Linked DNA regions of Delphinus delphis: region 2 is linked to region 1. Evidence: chromatin contacts called from public Hi-C data. All regions are on one chromosome and are shown on one strand. The core of a region is the stretch at or near the end of the contact, and the rest is flanking DNA. Distances in the headings are between cores, read along the strand shown. Region 1 holds the start of POLB (DNA polymerase beta). Region 2 holds the start of AP3M2 (adaptor related protein complex 3 subunit mu 2).

Region 1 (5,625 bases), core at 1,887-4,386:
TTAAATCCACCCCCTCCCCCAATAAAAACACTCCAAGCTTGAAAAAGTATGCTTGAAACACATTAATATTATTCCAAGAAAGCAGTGAAATCTGCCCGTGTGGGTCACGGCAGCTTCGGAGGCAAATTTCATCTTGTGGGAACCCATCAGATGGGTACATGTGTGAGCTCTTCGATCAACTTGCTCCCTAAACTTACCAGTTTCTTAGCTTCTGCTCCACTCTTTATTTTGTGTGGGTACTTTGCTATCACAGATGCTGCTTTTCTACAAGTAAAAAGAACAAAAAAAAGGAAAACCAATTGGAAAGCCAGCAAAGTATTAGTTTTTCTTAAACTGGAATATACATACAAACAAATATGCAGCTTAAACTTTCACCAAGGTGAACTTATCTTCCACATCCGTGTAAAACTTTAAAACTCAATGAGCTGACAGACCCCCTGCATCTCTAACTTGTAAAAGTATCCTGAAAACCCTCGCATTTGAGAATAACACAGTTTCAACCGTATATGTAAAACTAGGGAGATCCAGGAAACCAGTAGGCTTTCCTTTCTGGGATTAAGTGGAAAATATCATTGAGCTTTTTTTTTAATAGCTAGTTTTTAGAAATTGTTCATAACTCTCCTTTCATAAAAAATGTGCCACCTAGAAGTATTCAAACTACTACGTACCAAACTGGCTTATGGATGGTTATTTTTAAATTCATGGCTTAAAACTGTATTCCCCTATGTCCTTGTACCAGTTCTTCTTTTTCATTGCTCTCATTTCGGTTCCACGTAAAGCAGTGACCTGTATCCTTGCCATCTCCACACATACCTAGCTCAGTAGTCTGGTGACAGATTGGGTCCACCCTGGGAGCTCACTGATGGTATCCTGTCTATAATTTCAATGCTAAATGTAGTTTTGGATAGTCTTTGAAGCCTTAGTTTTTCACTCTGTTCTAGCACATATAACCTTCAGATTTGGATTTCGACTTCTGTATTAGCATGTTACTGATGATGAGTCTGGAAAGGTAGGCTGAGGGCAATTTGTGGAGGAAATTGTTTCAGCAAAGACAAGCAGTTCCACATAATTGGCACTATGGCACAAAGCCTGAAAGGGAAGAAGAATTAAATCAGGAAAGACCTTTTGTATGCAGATGCTTTGGGGTTTTATCAAGGTAAAGAGGAAATATTTAATTCAAGAGAATACTTTGGTCACATCAAGAGAAATGTATATGGGGACTGGGGGCTGGGGAGGAGCCTGCAGGGGTGGTAGGGCATCACCTGCTTTTCCAGACTTATTGCCCACTCAGACTATACCCCTTATGCAAACTGAATTACTGACTTCCTAGAAAATGCAATACCCCTTCGTGTCTCAGTGCCTTGGCTCATTTTGTTTCCTTTCTCTAGATTGTTCCTCCTCTCCCTTATCTCCTGATGGGCTCCTTGAAGACTAAACACCTCCTCTCTGAAGCCACCTGAGACTCAAGTAGAATACGGGGTTGAATCGCTCTCTGATTTTGAGATCATCAAATGTGTGGACAACAGTACAAATATTTTACGGAGGAATTCACAGGAGGCAACGAAAGGGAGTGTAATCAGCTTTTAGTTATGGTGAGTGAGAAGCAAAGATGGGAGTTGAGTTTAGTTTTGAAAGGGTAGAGACAAAGGTAACATAGGCTTGAAAATCTGGAGAAAAGCCCAGTGAATACAGATCTGGAGTCACTGACTGGTATTCAAAGCCAAGAATGGTAAGATTGCCAAGGAAAGTATAAAAGTGAGAAAAGAGGGCTCAGGGCAGACCTCTGGGAACTACCAACATTAAAAGGTAAGATACAAGAGGAGAAAGAACAGAAGATTGTGCCATCATGGAAGTCAAGATGATGCCACTGAGAGTCCAGTAAGATGAGATACGGGTGAGAACCTTTTCAGAGGAATGGCAGGATGGAAATTACACTGCAATGAGATAAAGAATGACTGGGGATGAGGAAATCCAGGCAAGGAATACAGATTATTCAAGGTTAACTGTAAAGTGGAGGAAAGAAAAAGGTGCTAGCTAGAGGGCAGAGGGAGGTGAAGAAGATTGCTTTGTTTTTGCTCTTAAGAGCTGAGGGACTTGGACATGTTTACAGATTAAAGGGGCGGAAGCAGGCGGATATGGCATTAACGGCTAGGATAACGGCCCTGGTGAAATGGACAAGGATGAGATTCAAAAGGTGACAGATCAGCCACACACCAACCAGATGGAAAGATTCCCCTGAACCACATCTACTTTACAGCACAGACCTCACCCACTGTCTTTCATTATGACTTAAAATCAAACTGCATTTTCAGTAATTCACGTTCAATGATGGGAAAAATATGTCTTAGCCTATTTTCAATCAGAATTGGCAACTAATCAAAACTGATCCTACAGAACTCTGCCCAAATTCTCCCAGAAATATCGCAGTAAAGTGCCACCAGAGTCAATACCCTCAGTTCTTGCTTTTTATCCCCTCCTACAGACGGTCCTCATATCCACTGGACCCTCAGCCCTGTTAATTGCCACACATCCGAGAACGCATGCTAACAGAGAATGCCCCCCCGTCCCACCTGTAGGCATTGTACTTGTGGATAGCCTGGTTCACGTTCTTCTCAAAGTTTGCGAGTTCTGAAAAGGCAACAAGAGGCTCGGTGAACAAGAACCACGAGTAAACAAACGAGAACTGAGTTTCCTGGAAGGAGGCGTAACGACCTCTTAAGGGACAGGGACCTCCCCGCTTGTACACCGGCCAGGCTAAGGGCAGCCCAAGCGTGACTCAAGGGTCTCCAGCAGGACTGACAATCTGCCACCGGCGCCGGAGGAAGATCTGCACGGAAGACTCCGGGCTGCTAGGGGCCGGACATCCTTGGGCTGTCGGGACTCGAGAGAAGGAAGGGAAAGCAGCGGGGAGGGAGGAGAGGAGAAAGGCAGCGGCGCCGGGCCGGGCTAACCTGTGAGCATGTCGGTGATGCCCCCGTTGAGCGTCTCCTGCGGCGCCTTCCGTTTGCTCATGGTGGCCTGCACCCGAGGACCGCAGAGAGCTCACAGCCAGGGATGGTCCCCTTGCCCAGCTTTCGGGAGGAGCTGCGACCTGGAGAGGACGCAGGATCAGCCCAACGCGGCGAAACCAGCGCGACTGGCTGAACAATGAGGGCTTCTGACTGGGGGGGCGGGGCGCGGCGCACGAGTGACGTCACAGGGAGGGGCGGGGCCGGTGGGGGACCCAATGCCAGGGGGCGGGGCCGGGGAGGGGCCTCAACGGCGAGAGAGAAAAAGGATCCTGGAGCCTGCAGGACCGGGAGGAGGATGTTGGACCCGAGCTTAGATTTGGCGGAAGGGAAATGGGAGCCTCAGGATTACAACCCAGTGGGGTTCCTATGGGAAGACTTGGACTCCTAACCTAAGGCGTTGTACCTGTCTTCCCAGGCATAACGTTTTCTTCAGTCCTCTCCGTAGAAGGGAAGTCTGGTTTTGACTCTGAAGTCAAAACTTCAGATGGTGGGGTATGTAAGATGATGGGGTATGTAAGATGATGGGGTGCGAGTAGAGTACATAGGCCGCAATGCAGTCCCCGCTGCAGAGGAGTCCTGTAAGGCTGCGGCAGGAGTCTGGAATGAAATCTGCCGATCACAGGAATGCCTCCCATACTAAACTTTTTAGCAGATATGCCAACCAGTGTCAAAAGATATTTTATGTTTTATTCCCCTCCTTTTGCGGCAGGGGCCAAAGTGAAAAAAACACTAAGAAGCCCTTAACCTAGATAATGAGCAATGCAACTGTCATTACAACATGATGACCTATAACTGAAAAATTTATAGTTCTGCTTAAGAAATGGAAATGTGACATCAGCAATATGTTACTTACAAGAGTAACTCCTGGGGTTCGTACTCAACTGCCAATTCCAGGCAATTGCTTTGTGTATAAATAAATTAAAAGCTTAACAAAATGATACATGGTTGCTGTAGAAAAATCTAAGAAATATATAAAAGGAGAATAGAAAAGTAACATAAATGATTATCTCACCATCCAGTTTAACCACTATCAATATTTTGGGACATATACTTCCAGTCTTCTAATCCAGTCCTTTCTAAATCCTTTTCAATAATGGAATAATTATTTAGATAAAATAAGTTTTTGTGATTAGGCTGTGTGGGTTTTTGTTGTTGTTGTTGTTCTTATTTACACTGTCAGTGTACATCTTAAATTATGCTTCTTGGACATTTGTATTTCTTCTTTTCTGAATTTCCTATTTATATCCTTTGTTCATTTTTCTTATTTATTTATTTATTTTTGGCTGCGTTGGGTCTTCGTTGCTGCACTCTTGGTGCACGGGCTTCAGTAGTTGTGGCACACAGGTTCAGTAGCTGTGGTGCATGGACTTAGTTACTCCATGGCATGTGGGGTCTTCCTGGACCAGCGATTGAACCCATGTCCCCTGCATTGGCAGGTGGATTCTTAACCACTGTGCCACCAGTTCATTTTTCTAATGGGGTAGTTGTCTGTTATGAACTTGTTAGATTTTTAAAATATTACTACTAACACTTTTTTGTATATTTTACTTGTAAAGTTTTTGTAAGTATTTGCACTATCCTCTTGTCCCTTGCCTTTTAACTTTATTCTAAAGCTTCTTGCCACCTTGATTCCCACCTTCATTTAGATATTCTCTGTTCTCCTTTTCTCCTATGCAATCTCTATTCCAGGTTATGTTCATATTATTTGGTTCCGAAGAATGATCATTTCTCATTTTAAAAAAAAGTTTTTATTCACCTCTGGATAATGAAAGTTACAACTTTAGGGAACTGTGGGATCCCTATATGAGTTATGTCAACTTTTAAAAGATCAGTGCCAGAAAATCCAAGGAAAATGATCAATTCTCTGTGCTCATCTTCTTGGATAAACCAGTAACATTTGATCCACTCATTCACTCTCTTCTGGAAACAATTTGTTTTCACTTGGCTTCTAAGTTAGCCCGTGCTCTGGGTTTCCCTTCTTCCTCAATCTTCCTTACTAGCCACCCCTTCTCAGGTGTTGGTTTGTTTGTGTGTGTGCTGGTTCCCAGCTCCTCCTCCACTCTCCAGCCTTGTGGGAAAGTGCCTCAGGCCTTGAGCCTTTAACCAGCTTTTCCACTCTGTCCAGCTTCGCCCTTTTAAATGCGAAGTTAGCTTGAAGACTCCTTTTATATTTCTAGCCCTGATCTCCCTTGAACTCTAGTCTCATATACCATCTCAAAGACAAAATGTCCTACAAACTCTTGCTTCTTGCCCCTCTAGCTTCTCCTTAACTTTTCCCCATATCCATTAATGACATTTAATCACCCTGCCATCAGGCCAAAATCCTAGGAGTCATTCTTAATTGCTCTCTTCACACCCCACATCCAATCTGTCAGCAAGTCTTGTCTGGTCTGTCTCCAGAATATTTATTCTGAATTGGATCACCTCTCACTGCTTCTGCTGCCACCACCCTAGTCCAGTCTACCATGATTTTGCTTCCCAATTACTACCACAGCCTCCTAGTGGCCTCCCCACTTCTGCTCTTATCCCCTAAAGCAGCGGTCCCCAACCTTTTTGGCACCAGGGACCGGTTTCGTGGAAGACAATTTTTCCATGGACCGGGGTCGGTGCGGGG
Region 2 (5,625 bases), core at 1,186-3,685, 180 kb after region 1:
AGATCTCCAAATCTATTCCTGAAGGAAAAACTCGAAATGAAAACTGTCTCTTGGAAAATGTGTCACTTAAGTTTTTACAGGTACAGAAGATTTTCCAATGTTAAGTTTGCAAAAAACAGCCCGTCACTGGTACTCATATGCTGTGGACGAGCACCCCAAATTCAAGCTGAAGGATGGGTTCCCAAGTTACCCCTGCCAGGGTGAGTGAATCACTTTTTGATGCAACTCAAAGCAATGTCGTTAACGATGGTTAACATCAAGTCTACCATAAATAAAAAATCGAACCTCATCAGCTTTGTGAACAAAATGTAGGATAATTCCATTCTCTAGAAATGAAATGACTGTATACCATCATACCAAGTAGGGTGGCTTTCCCAGGCAACGGGTTCAAAAGTATACAACCTGTCATTCTAGGTGCAGCCCGTTCAATAAATAGAAAAAAAGCATCTTACCAGATGGGAGAGGAAGTGAGCAAAGTCAGAGTTTTAATTTCTTTTTTAAGTTCCTTCACTGAGGCTGAAAACAATGGAAACAGAACTATAAAGACACTTTGTAAGGTACATGGATGAACTTCCTCACATTCACGCACCTGAAATGTGTCCACTACTCGGTGAAGGAACTCAATGACAAACAGAGGTGGCACCTCCGTCTGGATCACAGCCACAAAAAAGATCTTGTGACGGTAAACACTTAGGAGATAGTGGTGAGGGGTGGAGATAACTGGAGGAACATTTTCAGCCTCAGTTGCTCGCTCTTGTGCCTCGAAAAAGTAATCGCAAACAGAACGGCTGACCACACTCTTCCAGTGTTTCTCCAGGAAAATATCTCCAGAGGAGTTGATCAAGAAAAGGCTGTGAATCATGGTGGAGGCTGTCAGTGAGAGAGGAAAGTCTTTTTCCGTCCGACAGCCTCTGCAAACGCTCAACTCTAAAAACAAGAGAAGCTCTGATCAGTTGCAGTCAACCAAAACCCCCTCCCCATCCGTGCAGCAGCCCAAGCCTTCTTACCCACCTTCCAAGACGAGACTCAAGTCTTCCGCTATTGCAGGAGCCCGAAGTATCACTCCCTAGAATTCCTAAGGGTAATTATCAGCCATCTCATTTGTCAGCTAATCATATACTGTCATCTTTACTACTGCCTGAATCATATCCACTTAAAATTCCACTTAATTTTTGAGTGTCTATTTTCTCAACTGGACTGGCAGCTCCTTGAGAAGAAAAGTCCCTGCCTCATGTTTTTTGTTGCCTCCTTGTAACAAGAGGGCTTCAAAGAACACTGATGAGTTTCATGTATTTGGCAACAATACACACCTATAAGAAATGGTTATGTTTGTGTAGTCTCATACAGTAGCCATCGGACAAATGGGGCCACTGAGTACTTCAGATGTGGCTGGTCCAAACTGAGATGTGCTGTGAATGTAAGACTCGCACCAGATTTTGAAGGCTTTTTATGGAAAAAAAAAAAGAATTTAAGATAGCTTACCAATAATTTAATATCAATTAATTAAGTCAATTAATAATATTAACTTAATACGGATTATACTTAATATTGATATTTTGGATATATTGGGTAAATAAAAGATATAAAAATTAATTCAACTGGTTTATTTTTTAAATGTGCTTACTAAAACATGTAAAATTACACAGTATGTGGATCGCTGCCTATTTCTACTGGATAGCGATGGTCCACGGAATAGAGCTGTCGTGATCTTGATTTATCCAGTCAGACCCCATTTTCTAACTACATGTTATGCCAAGGCTCTACATTGGATGCCTTTAAAAAAAAAAAATCCCTCTGGGGGGATCCCCCAGGTCCCTCAGGCGGCGGCATCTCTACGGTGCCAGTCCCCAGAAACGAGGCGGCCGCGCGGGACCCCAGCTGTGGCCACTCCGCTAACTGGTCCAGGTGGCCAAATCGCGAAGGCCTGTTGTAACAAGTGCCTCAGGGTGAGCTTAATCTCTCTGCCGGCGACGAGGCTGCGGGAGGGAGAGGGGCCGGGGAGCCACGCTGTGGCGGCGCAGAGTCGGCTGCCAACGAGGGTTATTTCTGCGCTGGTCGCAGGGAGGATGGAGGCAGCTTGGGGCGAGGTAGACGCGGGCGGATTAAGGTGTGCGCACGATCCGGGGCTGAAAAGGGTCGCACGTCTGCGCACCTGCGTCGCCATGACAACAGTGTCCCCTCCTCCCCCAGCCCTCCGGCCGGAGCAGGCCACCTCCCTAGACCGGGACTCAGCCGCTCACCTCTCCCTGCTGCATCACGCAGCTCGGAGGATCGGTCAGGCGGCACCCCGTGGCCCCGCCCCTGCCCCGCGCGCCCCCGCTCAGACCCCCGCGCGCCCCCGCCCAGACCCCCGCGCGCCCAGCCCCACCCGGGACCCGGGTCATCAGCCCTCCTTACCCCACTTGCTCTTCGCAGCGCCCACCGTTCGGCCGCGCGGGCAGGCCCCGCCCCCAGGGGCCCCCCCGCGCCCGCCGGCCGCCGCTCGCCCGCTGATTGGCCGGCCAGCGGGACTCTCGCCAGCACCGCCCGCGACGGAGGTCTGAAGGCCGCTCATTGGGCATCGGCGATCCATTGCTCCCCTCTGATTGATCGCGATCCGCCTCTCACCCTGTTCTGGAGCCCCCAATTGGCCCTTGTTCAGGCTCCGGTAATCTCTGATTGGTGCAGCTCTGGGACTCTGAGCCCTGATTGGCTGTCATGAACAGTTGGCGGACCGCCCGGCCCCTAGCCACCCAGTCACAAAGGGCCCGGGTGTCTTCCCTGCCACCTGCGTAACCGCGGAGTGCGCCTCGAAAGGAATGCAAAAAGTGTGACTTACAGGGCACGATTTATCGAAGAGCATATCATGGATAATAAATCCTGAGCAGTAATAACTACTCTCCATTAAATAAGTGCATTTAAAAAGGGACGTGATGCCTTTTCATTTACGTGCATTGAGTAAAGGTGATTGGCTGTAACGGCGTCCTGTCAAGAGCTCTGAACCAGGATTCAGGCGGCCTCTTTCAGCCCCAGCTGGACCACCACCTGCTCGACCTTGGGCAAGGCACTTAACCTTTCAGAGTCTCAGTTCCCAGATCTGAAAATGAGAGGGTTGGGCAGGTCTCTCTCCAAATTGCAGTGGAGCTCTGATGACTATTTTGAGTCAAGCCACTGTGACCCAGAAAAGCATGCAGTAGAAGTCAAAAGACAAGGTTAAACCTAGTTGTTAAGTGGGATGGGGTGTGGAAGGGGTTTGCCGCGGTGCCTGGACATTGAATATGTTCAATAAAATGGTAAGCTGTGGTGATGATGGTAACAATGCCCCCGACAAGGAGCGCGTCTCCCTGCCTGTGCTGTGGTTTTCACTTGGAGCGGCAGCTCCTCCTGACACAGGACCATGATAGGCGTTTACTGAAAGTGGCATGGATTGTTCCTTGCCATACTTGCTAAGGGCAGATAGTTGGCTAATTTTGAACGAAGTCCGAGAGACAACCCCAAATCAGAATGGCTGAGTCATGAGGCATCCTCCTGTAGGGTTAGGGGCTCTGGTGCCAGACCCCCGGGTTTGAATCCTGCTCCAACACTTTACCAGCTGTGTCATTGAGAAAGTATCTTAACTTCCCTAAACGTCAAGTTCCTTACTTTCAAATAAGGACACTAATAGTACCTACTTCAGTACCTACTTCGGAAAGTTGTTGTGAGGACTGAGTTAGAAAAGTGTCAGCGATTGTTACTGCCTAAGAAACAGCACAAGATACAATTACACACGGTTACTAAGCAATGTGTGTCTAAGGTGCAGAGATGCTATCACTGCTGCGGGCATTTCTCACTCATTCACTGAATTAACCTTTGCTGAGAGCTTCCTGTGTATGAAGCCCTGTGCTGGGCATGCTGCAATGACCAACATCACAGGCCGAGTCTCTTGTCAGAGAGCCTGGCTGAGAAGACAAATGAGAAGCAATTACAAAACGGTGTGATGAGCAAGGAGCACATGGGGGGGGGGGCAGGGCGTTGCTGGTGGAAGGGGCAGACTTAGAGTCAGGGAAGTCCATCTAAACTGAAACCTGAAAGAGGAATACAGATTCCACTGGGGGAAGGACAGAGAAGAGTACATGTGGAAAGCTCTAGAGACGAGAGAGGAAACTATAGCTGAGCTAGAACAGGAGAAAGAATGAAGACTTTCTTCTTTTTTTTTTTTTCCTAAAATGAGATTGGGGAGGGGGTAAGTAGGAGCCAGGTGGTCGTGAGCTTTGTAATAATTGTTGTTTTTTAAAATTTATTTTATTGAAGTATAGTTGATTTACAATGCTGTCTTAATTTCCACTGTACTGCAAAGTGATTCAGTTATGCACATGTAGACATTCTTTTTCATATTCTTTTCCATTACGGTTTATCACAGAATATTGAATATAGTTCCCTGTGCTGTACAGTAGGAACTTATTGTTTACCCATTCTGTATACAATAGTTTGCATGTAATAATTGTTAATTGTTATAAAACACTGCACCTCTAGTAGCCATCCAAGTGGAGATGTTGGGAAGGCAGCCAGATATATGAGCCTAGGGTCTGGGAGAGAGGTCCGAACTAGAGAGACATAAATTTGGAGTTATCAGTGTATATGGATATTTAGTCAGGGGACTAGTTGAGATGACTAAGAGAGTGAGCACAGAGAGGAGAGGCCCAGAGTCAGGGGACTCCAAAGTTGAGGTTCATAGAAGAGGGGAAGACCCAGGTTCATTTCATCCCCCCAACTACCCTAAAATGAATCATTGCTATGACCCCCTTTTTACAGATGAGAAAACTGCAGGGAGTGCTTAAGTAACTTACTGAAGGTCAAGCAAGCAGGTGAGTGGCAGAGATGGAATTCAAGCACACAGGGAGGTCTAAGCAGTGCTCCTCGAAATGCCACCTCCTGCCTCTCTCAGAAGCCCGAAAGCTCACTAAAAGATGTTAAGCGGGAGAGTGAAATGCCTCCAGACTGACATTTCAGAAAGACCATGTGTATGGGATGGATTAGGGAAGGCCGAGCTTGGGGGCAGGGAGAGCATTTAGACTACTGCAGTAATCCACATGAGAGATGCTTGTGACTGCAGCCAGGATGGGGGACTGGAAAGAAGTGGACACATTCCAATGATAGGTAGAAGGATAGAGATCAGGGACTAATTGAAAGTGAGTGGTGAGAGAGACTAGGAATCAAAGTTGATTCATAGGTTTCTGATTTGGGCAACCATGTGGATGGAAGTGTCATATGTTGAGATGGGGATCCCAGGAAAAGAGGCATGTTGAGGGCAAGGAGAGGTGGCATGAATTCATCATAGCAATGCCCAGGGTCACTAACAAGTCGACACGCAAATATTTGTTGAGTTGAACCAAACAACATAGAACTTGGGAGCTCGAATAGTACATTCCCATGGTTTTAAGAGACACCACAGGAAATCATGGACAAACGGTGAGTCTATTTCAGGCATGAAAATCTCCAGGGGGAAATTCCCTGGTGGTTCAGTGGTTGGGACTCTGTGCTTTCAGTGCCGAGGGTTTCGGTTTGGTCCCTAGTCGGGGAGTTAGGATCCTGTAAGCCACCGTGTGGTATGACCAAAAAAAAAAAGGAAGGAAGGAAAGGAGGGAGGGAGGGAGGAAGGAACGAAGG

The links. Hi-C and Micro-C count contacts between places; a contact is called where the count stands out from the background.
Region 2: a contact with region 1 is called in a Hi-C map of muscle, with 4 times the contacts expected there. The contact joins the promoter of AP3M2 here to the promoter of POLB in region 1. A contact is called at or near these places in 2 of 3 Hi-C or Micro-C datasets (lung and muscle).

What each region holds. Positions count from the first base shown.
Region 1 is chr21:2,839,458-2,845,082 of mDelDel1.2, forward strand. It overlaps POLB (DNA polymerase beta), which reads right to left and starts at 3,137. Exons shown (of 15, transcript XM_060001072.1): 1 at 2,952-3,137; 2 at 2,571-2,628; 3 at 198-264. The coding sequence starts at 3,012.
Region 2 is chr21:3,015,712-3,021,336 of mDelDel1.2, forward strand. AP3M2 (adaptor related protein complex 3 subunit mu 2) reads right to left here and starts at 2,436. Exons shown (of 9, transcript XM_060001517.1): 1 at 2,398-2,436; 2 at 590-870. The coding sequence starts at 862.